2 separate regions of the Mus musculus genome follow, and region 2 is linked to region 1. Evidence: chromatin contacts called from public Hi-C data. All regions are on one chromosome and are shown on one strand. The core of a region is the stretch at or near the end of the contact, and the rest is flanking DNA. Distances in the headings are between cores, read along the strand shown.

Region 1 (4,248 bases), core at 933-3,432:
TGCAGTTTAATACCAGCCCAGGACCACTGGTCAAGAGCAGCACTGCCCACAGTGGGCTGGGCCTCTCACAGTGGGCTGGGCCTTGCACATCAATCATTTCTAATCCAGAAAATGCTCCACCGACTTGACCACAGAAGTGGTCCTATCATCTGATAGGGACCTTTTCTCATTCAAAGCTCCCTTTTGCCAGATGACCCTGGCTTGTGTAGAGTTGACAAAACAAAACAAAAAACAAATCAAAACAAACAAAACAGCACAATATTCTACCAAAACACTTAGACAAATCAGAGAAAAGACTTTACAAGTCCAGTTTCTTCCAACAGCACTGGGAACTCACAGGTGCATCGCTGTGAGTTCGAGGCCAGCGTGGTCTGCATAGTGAGTTCCAGGACAGCCAGGGCTACATATAAGGACCCTGTCTCAAAATGGGGAGGAGGGCGGCTGGAGAGATGGCTCAGCAGTCACAAGCATTTGCTTCCTGGTCGAGGACCCAGCAGAGCACATGGCAACTCACAACAATCTTTAACTCCAACTCCAGGGGGGTCTGATACCTCTGGCCTAGGCTGACAGCTGCTCTTACAGACCCACATGTTAGGCACATAATTAAAAACGAGGAAAATGTTTAAAAATAAAAAGACGTCATGCTCAAGTACTTCTAGCATGTAATTTGGCCTAACTTTAAGTGTCTCAGCCAATCTGACTTACACAAAACCAAACAACCGAATTTAAGAATCTCTTTTTTGTTAATTAGTAAAAATTCACATTTCCAAAACAAATGTTAACTTGAAAGTGCACGATGGCCGCTCAGTGGTGGGGCACTCTTTTAATCCCAGCACTTGGGAGGCAGAGGCAGGCGGATTTCTGAGTTCGAGGCCAGCCCGTTCCACAGAGTGAGTTCCAGGACAGTCGGGCCTATACAGAGAAACCCTATAGAAAGAAAGAGAGAGAGAGAGAGAGAGAGAGAGAGAGAGAGAGAGAGAAGAAAGAAAGAAAGAAAGAAAGACAGAAAGAAAGAGGAGAAAGTGCACGATGTGCCCGTAGATCACACAGTTCTAAGAACCATTGCATTTTTCCTCTAGAAATCAAAGCTTAGGCTATACATTTAAAGCTCAAGCCAGAGTCTGTACCACTGCTGTGTCAAGGAGCAAGGGGGAATGTGAAAGGCTGTTGCTGTAGTGAAGAGATTGCTCAATCGTTCCCTTTTGGGGTCTCCCGTGGATTATTATCTCAACCTGACAGACCAGTTAGGCTGGTTTTTACTTGCTACTCAAACCCAGAACAGTCTAAGTTTACTTAAAAAGTAAATCAAACTTTACTGAAGCAGTCTCGGATAAGAGCTTGCCTCGAAAACAATAGGAAAATACCCTAAGTCAGAGCGGACCTGGGTTAGCTGTAAGCACTGACTAGGTGTATCAAACTCCAGAGCGAGGGAGGTTTCATTTCCACCACAGCGAGGAAGACAGAATGCCTCAAGTGAAAACTGGAGACTAAAAGTGCTTTTGGGGACGCGAGCTCTTTTGCCACTCCTGATTTCAGGTCGTACATTTAATTCAGGACAAGATGGCATGTGGTTTCCAGGCACAGAATACATGAATTCGTTGTTTTTCTCTTATCCTTCGCGAGCCCGGCTCTTAAGATTTAAGCTTGCATTCCAAGGCAAGGGCTCACTGCATGACTTCCTAGAACAGAACACGAAGCCTCAAGCCCACTTCCTAAAGTAATTACAAAGCAAGCAGAAAACCCCATGGGGCTGGACCCTGCTGCCTCCTTCGGAAATCCTTCCGGGCGAGGGACCCCGGCTCAGCCCAGAACAAATCATCACCGGTCCAGCAGGAGGGTGGGGACGGCGTTCCGGTGGCGCGCTCGCTCGCCACAAGGCGGAACTGTACCGTCCCGGGCTGCGACCCGCCGAGACCTCCGCTCGCCCGCGCCCCGGCTCCGCTGTCCACCGTGCGGCTGGAGCGGCGGGCCGAGGCCGGTAGCCCCAGGGCCGAGGGTGAGGCCCTGCCCAGCACGAGGGCCGCGGGTCGGCGCGGCCTCCTCCCTACCTTCTCCTCGCCGTCGTAGACGCGCACCCCGCGCTGCTGGATAACCAGGGTCTCGTTGATCTCCAGGAGGCCGCTGGTCCACACGAAGCGGTCCATGGCCGCCACCCGGCCGGCTTCTGCCGCTCGCCGGTGCTCCCGGGCTGCGAGCGGCGCTCCCTGGTGGCCGGCGGGGGTGGGGCGCCCCGACACGGACAGGCGGCGCCCCCTGGCGGCTGCCACTCGCGTGCACATTTGCTCCCCTGTCACTGCCAAACTTGTTGACATGCTTGTTAAAAGCTGTAAATAAGGACTTTTTTTTTATTTCTTCCCAAATAAGTGTTGACAGCAGAGGTTGTGTTTAATATATCTGTAACCAGCATATTATGTAATACACTCTTCTCCGGTTTTTGTTTTAGTCTAATTTTTATTACATTCTGTTTATTTTATGAGGGTTTGTGTGCGTCGGGAACATGCAAGGGCTAGCCTGTGGGAGTCAGAGGATGTTTAATGAGAGCTGCTCCTTTGACCGTGTGGATCTTGGGAGATCAAACTTAGGTTATGAGGCTTAGCAGCAGGCTCCCTTACCAGCTGAACCACCTCACCCACCTACCCACCCACCTTTAAAAAATGACCAATAGCTCCAGATAGATGGAGGTGACATGGAAATAAAGCACCAAACATGCATTTAATGCGACAGATATACATGAAGGCAATATACCCATACACATAAAAAATAATTTTCTTTTTTGTATTAATCATTTTATTCATTTACATTGGAAATTATATTCCCCCGTCCCAGTTACACGTCCACAACCCCTCATCCCATCTCCCCTTCTCCTCCGTCCCCTTTGCCTCTATGAGGGTGCTCCTCCACCCACTCACCTACTCCTGCCTACACTGGAGCATCAAACCTCCGCAGGACCAGGGGCCTCCCCTCCTATTGATGTCAGATAAGGCCATCATCTGCTACATATGGTTTACAATGGTTGGCTGAGAGCATCCCCCTCTGTATTTGTCAGGCTCTGGCAGAGCCTCTCAGGAGACAGTTATATCAGGCTTCTGTCAGCAAGCACTTCTTGGCATCCACAATAGTGTCTGGGTTTGGTAACTGTATATGGGATGGATTCCCAGGTGGGGCAGTCTCTGGATGGTCTTTCCTTCACTCTCTGCTTCACACTTTGTCTCTGTAACTCCTTCCATGGATATTTTGTTCCCCCTTCTAAGAAGGATTGAAGTATCCACACTTTGGTCTTCCTTCTTCTTGAGCTTCATGTGGTCTGTGAATTGTATCTTGGGTATTCTGAGCTTTTGGGCTAATATCCAGTTATCAGTGACTGCATACCACGTGTGTTCTTTTGTGGGTTACCTCATTCAGGATGATATTTTCTAGTTCTGTTTGCCTAAGAATTTCATGAAGTCATTATTTTTAATAGCTGAATAGTACTTCATTGTGTAAATATACCACATTTTCTGTATCCATTCCTCTGTTGAAGGACATCTGGGTTCTTTCCAGCTTCTGGCTGTTATAAATAAGGCAGCTGTGAACATAAAGGAACATGTGTCCTTGTTATATGTTGGAACATCTTTTGGGTATATGCCCAGGAGTGGTATAGCTGGGTCTTCAGGTAGAACTATTTCCAATTTTCTCAGGAACCACCAGATTGATTTCCAAAGTGGTTTTATCAGCTTGCAATCCTAACAGCAATGGATGAGTTTCTCTTTCTCTACATCCTTGCCAGCATCTGCTGTCACCTGAGTTTTCTTTTTTTTTTTTTTTTTTTTTTTTTTTTTTTTTTTTAGACAGGGTTTCTCTGTGTAGCTCTGGCTGTCCTGGAACTCACTTTGTAGACCAGGCTGGCCTCAAACTCAGAAATCTGCCTGTCTCTGCCTCCCGAGTGCTGGGATTAAAGGCGTGAGCCACCACGCCCGGTTTGAGTTTTCAATCTTAGCCATTCTGATTTGTGTGAGGTGGAATCTCTCAAATTCATCTGGAATAACAAAAAAACTCAGGATATCAAAAACAATTCTTAACAATAAAAGAACTTCTGTGGGGATCACCATCCCTGACCTCAAGCTGCATTACAGAGTAATAGTGATAAAAACTTCATGGTATTGGTAGAGTGACAGGCGGGTAGATCAATGGAATAGAAAATGGAATAGAATTGAAGACTCAGAAATAAACCCACACACCTATGGTCACTTGATCTTTGACATAGAAGCC
Region 2 (4,214 bases), core at 1,195-3,694, 34 kb before region 1:
TGTCTCTTTGTCTCTGTGCATTTCTTGTTCTTTTTCTCTGGTTCTTTTTCCTGTTTGGTTATTTTGTTATATGTTGATTTGTTTTTCTTACATGTTATTTTATTATTATTCCTTAGTTGCCTGTTTTCTAATGAGAGACAGAAAGGGTGTAGTAGATCTGGATGGGAGGGGAGGTAGGGAGGAGGAACTGGGAGGAGCAGGGAAGAGGAAACTGTAATCAGGATACATTGTATGAGGGGAAAATATCTATTTTCAATAAAAGAAAAAATGTTTTTAATTTTTAACAAAATGAGAAACAAAACAAAACAATAGACACTCAGTATATTACAACTTTATGTGAACTCTATCTGGCCTTGCTTTTCTTGTTTGGGTAGTCTATGGAGAAAACAGACAAATAAAAATTACCTTCCCCTGTCAGCCTTCCAATGAGTGGTGCTGATATGCATCAGGGGATGGTTGATTCATGCAGCAATCTTCCCAGACCACGTAGGTGGGCAAGGGAAGACCTTACTGGCCTGAGGTTCATGGTGAATTGTAGGAAGGGATACTGTACCTGGATAGAAATACTAGAGTACTACAGAATAAGCCTTGGGTCGCTTAAAGGTAGTTTCTTTGTACTAGAATCTAGTAATCCAACTGCTCTATTAAGCATAACCAAAAAATATGCTTTCTTAATGCTTACTGTCCCTTGTTATTCATAGATAACAGTTTCTTTGTGGCCTCATGTGGGCCACGAAAGCTCTCTACCACTGAAGCGCATCTCTACCCGTGTATAACTTTGCAAACACAGACTCCATACCTTCTGATAGAAGACAGAATTAACAGAGTTAAGCAGGCAGATTGAAACAAGCCACCACTCAGTGGGAAGGAAGCTGGTGTGTCTCTATTAGCTTTTGTTCAGTAAGAGCTAGGAGAACAAAGGAAACTCTGCACTTCCTGAAAACGAAGGGGTGGGGGTTGCAGCTTAACTATGCAGATGATTGGCCTCCCTTCCTTTCCTCAGCGCATCAAAAAAGGAAATTCTGTTTTAGTGGAAGTCGCCTTGGATTTGATCTAATCATTACCTTGAATTTGGATGGGGAACACGACTTTAAGACTTCAGATGAAAGACTCAGAGGAAGCATCCCATGGTGGCCCCAGCATCTGTAGCTCCCCCCAAAATCTGAGGCAGGAGGATGGCTTAAGCCTAGGAGTCTGAGACCAGCCTAGACAACATAATAGGACACCACCTAGCAGCGGCCTCCGGAAAGGTGAACTCAGCTTTCTTGGATGGCTTGCTTCTCGGAGATAATATTCTTCTTAAAACTCTTTCTCATCACTGATTCTGTGATTGCATTTTCTTGCTTATGAAGATGGGTGGTTAAATACAGACCTGTGTGATGATCTGTACTTAGAGCTGGACAGAGATGGAATTATAGAACGCAGTCTACCTGAGCATTAGGGCATGCACTATGATGATGATTATAATAAGCCTCTAAAATGGGAGGGGGCACTACTGATTATTACCTTTTTTCACCACGTCCCCAATTCCCTGAGTAGTTGCTGAGTAAAATGTTTGGTGCTGAGAATCATTTTAAGAAAGTAGGAAAGTGGGAACATTTTCAAGATGTTTGAAATGCTTTGTATAGGGCTTGGGTGGTAGAGGACTTGCCTAGCATGTGAGAGACCCTGGGTTTGAACCTTTGGAGCTAAGAAAAACAGTAAAAGTCCCAGCCGAGAAAGTGGAGAAAAGTGTGTGTGGATATTCTCAATGGCTAACAGAATCACCCCCTCCCCCCCTTAAAGCCAAGCTTTTCAGAAAGCAGCTAAATGATTCATAGCCGACAACAAAGGAAAATTAATTTATATCCACAGGACATCGTTAAAGAATAAAAGGAGGAAAATAAAAGAATAGAAGGAGAAACAAAGTAATTTCACAAGCAAGGCTTCTGTGTATAGATCCAGGAATAATGTCTGTTAGGAGGCAATCTGGATCCCAGAGCTGCGCTTCTGAACAAGCTTTCTCTATCCCAACCATGGGGTGAGCTGTGCGTCCCCCGTGAAGCCCTGCTCTCCTACCAACTCACTTTCCAGAGGTGCTTCAAGTTCCCGGGTGCAAACCCAGTCCAGTGGTAGTCAGCATAAAACTTGTTACTGAGGTCATTGCTTATTGTTAGTATCCCAGAAAGAGACTTTTGGAAAGCCACAAACGTATGTCGCAACGTTGAGTTTCCAAAGGTTCCAATCTGAACTCCTGCCTTTGAGAGTCCCGTCATTCGGCCACGCCTGCGCCAGGTGCCCGCCCTGGTGGTGGGCCACCTGAGCTTCGGATCCTTACCTCGGGTCGGGTCTGTCTGGCACGGCGGAAGTGAGAGGGGAGCCTCAGCGGCCACAGGGTGACTGACCGAGCATCTCCCGTCCCGCAGCTGCACGCCCGCCCGGGTCCAGAGCTCCGGCACGCTCCCAGGCTGCCGGGACCACGCCCCGAGGCGGGCTCTCAGAGGGCGGGGGTCAAGCGCAAGAGGTCCGCCCCGCTCCCACTCCTGGGCAGCGCATCTTCCTTTCCTGCCCGCCCCTAGCTTGCCCTGTGGAGAGGAAACCTGCAGGAAACTCTGGGTCCAGAGGCCCTGCTAGGAGGTGTGGTCGCTGCTAGTGCAGCACGTATTTACACCCACAGTCCACTTCCCGCTGCAAAGACCCAGTGCTTTAAGAGAGAGCCAGCAGCCTTGCACTTAAACCATTCACTTCTCCCCCATGTCATTTTCTTTTGGAGGGTGATCACAAGAAGAGCCAAAAAGTGGTATGGGTAATTTCTAAACTTGCTCCCCCAAATGTCACTGGAGTTTGAAAGGAATATACTTCAGATAAAGCGCATTTTCCTTTCTCTTCCTCTGGAGCAAAACTTGGTTAATTAAACATTTTAAAAATAAACATTTAAAAAAGTCTATTCTACAAGTATTTTCTTTCTGAAAGAACCGGAGGCTACGTTTCACGTGGTTTAACAGCTGCACTTGCCATCCAGCGCTGTGCAGTGAGCTTTCTTTTGCGTGTAACAACCACTTAACAGACAAATTTAGTAATAGAAATCAGCATAGCCTCTAGATGGCCAGCACCCAGCAAGAGGTACCAGGAAACTCTCGAGGAGTGAAGCATGTTAGGACCGAGTTGTGTGGATTTACTGTGCATGTGTCAGACCCATGAGACTGGATGTGGGGCATGTGCCTGTAATCTCAGGAACTGGGGAAACAGGATTTCACATACCTGGTCAGCCTGGACTGTACAAACGAGAGCCTGTTCCTGGAGGCAGACTGTGGGCGAGGCACTACATACAGAGCAGCAGCGGAGCTCTTGCTTAGCAAGTTGGTGAGGGGGAGCCAATGGTTGGCTTGTAAATTTCGCCTCAAGTTTGGAGATTATGCCAGTTGCAGAAAGTTGATCTTAAAAGACAGCGCAGTCACTTAGATGCCATCAAAGGTCAAGTTTTTCTAGGGAGTAATCAACCAAGTGACCAAGGAAGTTCTCACTGCCGTCAATACGATCTGCTCTGTCATTCATCAGCTCAAGGTAGGATCCCTTTCAAATTCGTGCCTGCCATATGAACATCAGATAGTTCCTGGGACTATTGGTTTTGAAAACAAAAAACAAAATGCAATTTAAAAAAATCTCAATGGAAGCGCCTGTGTAGAGTTCAGCGGGTAAAGTCTTATGGTCGCACTTGGTGATTCCAGGTAGCCCTGAGTTGCCCAATCCCAGCTTTCCTCTGCAATAAAAGGAATATAGCAGTTAAAGTTTTGTGGGGAGTCAGTGAAACACAAAAGGCACCTTGCTCTGTATTAACCTTCCCAAGGACACTCTCACCAAAAAAAGGTCACTTTTTGGTTGTGAGACTTAAATCTTACATGCATTTTAAAAATAGCAGCCTTGTCTCCTGAGAGGCTCTGCAGTGCCTGACAAATACAGAGGTGGATGCTCACAACCATCCATTGGACGGAGCACGGGGTCCCCAATGAAGGAGCTAGAGAAAGTACCCAAGGAGCGGAAGGGGTCTGCAACCCTATAGGAAGAACAATATGAACTAACCAGTACCCTCCAGAGTTCTCTGGGACTAAACCACCAACCAAAGAAAACACATGGTTGGGACTCATGGCTCTAGCCGCATATGTAGCAGAGGATGGTCTAGTCGGTTATCAATGGGAGGAGAGGCCTTTGGTCCTGTGAAGGTTCTATACCCCAGT

Evidence for each region. A called contact is a pair of places that touch in the nucleus more often than the background predicts.
Region 2: a contact with region 1 is called in a Hi-C map of the HPC-7 cell line, with 4 times the contacts expected there. The contact joins the promoter of Thsd1 here to the promoter of Vps36 in region 1. A contact is called at or near these places in 4 of 39 promoter capture datasets (the HPC-7 cell line, the SN4741 cell line, embryonic stem cells and 1 more), 8 of 484 Hi-C or Micro-C datasets (CD8 T cells, DN3 thymocytes, the HPC-7 cell line and 5 more), 8 of 115 datasets of contacts at active chromatin or transcription factors (the 230-238 cell line, the HPC-7 cell line, embryonic fibroblasts and 3 more) and 3 of 9 other capture datasets (adipose tissue, liver and pancreatic islet).

The regions. Positions count from the first base shown.
Region 1 is chr8:22,190,767-22,195,014 of GRCm38.p6, reverse strand. It overlaps Vps36 (vacuolar protein sorting 36), which reads right to left and starts at 2,182. Exons shown (of 14, transcript NM_027338.2): 1 at 2,049-2,182. The coding sequence starts at 2,144.
Region 2 is chr8:22,225,533-22,229,746 of GRCm38.p6, reverse strand. It overlaps Thsd1 (thrombospondin, type I, domain 1), which reads right to left and starts at 2,444. Exons shown (of 5, transcript NM_019576.2): 1 at 2,318-2,444.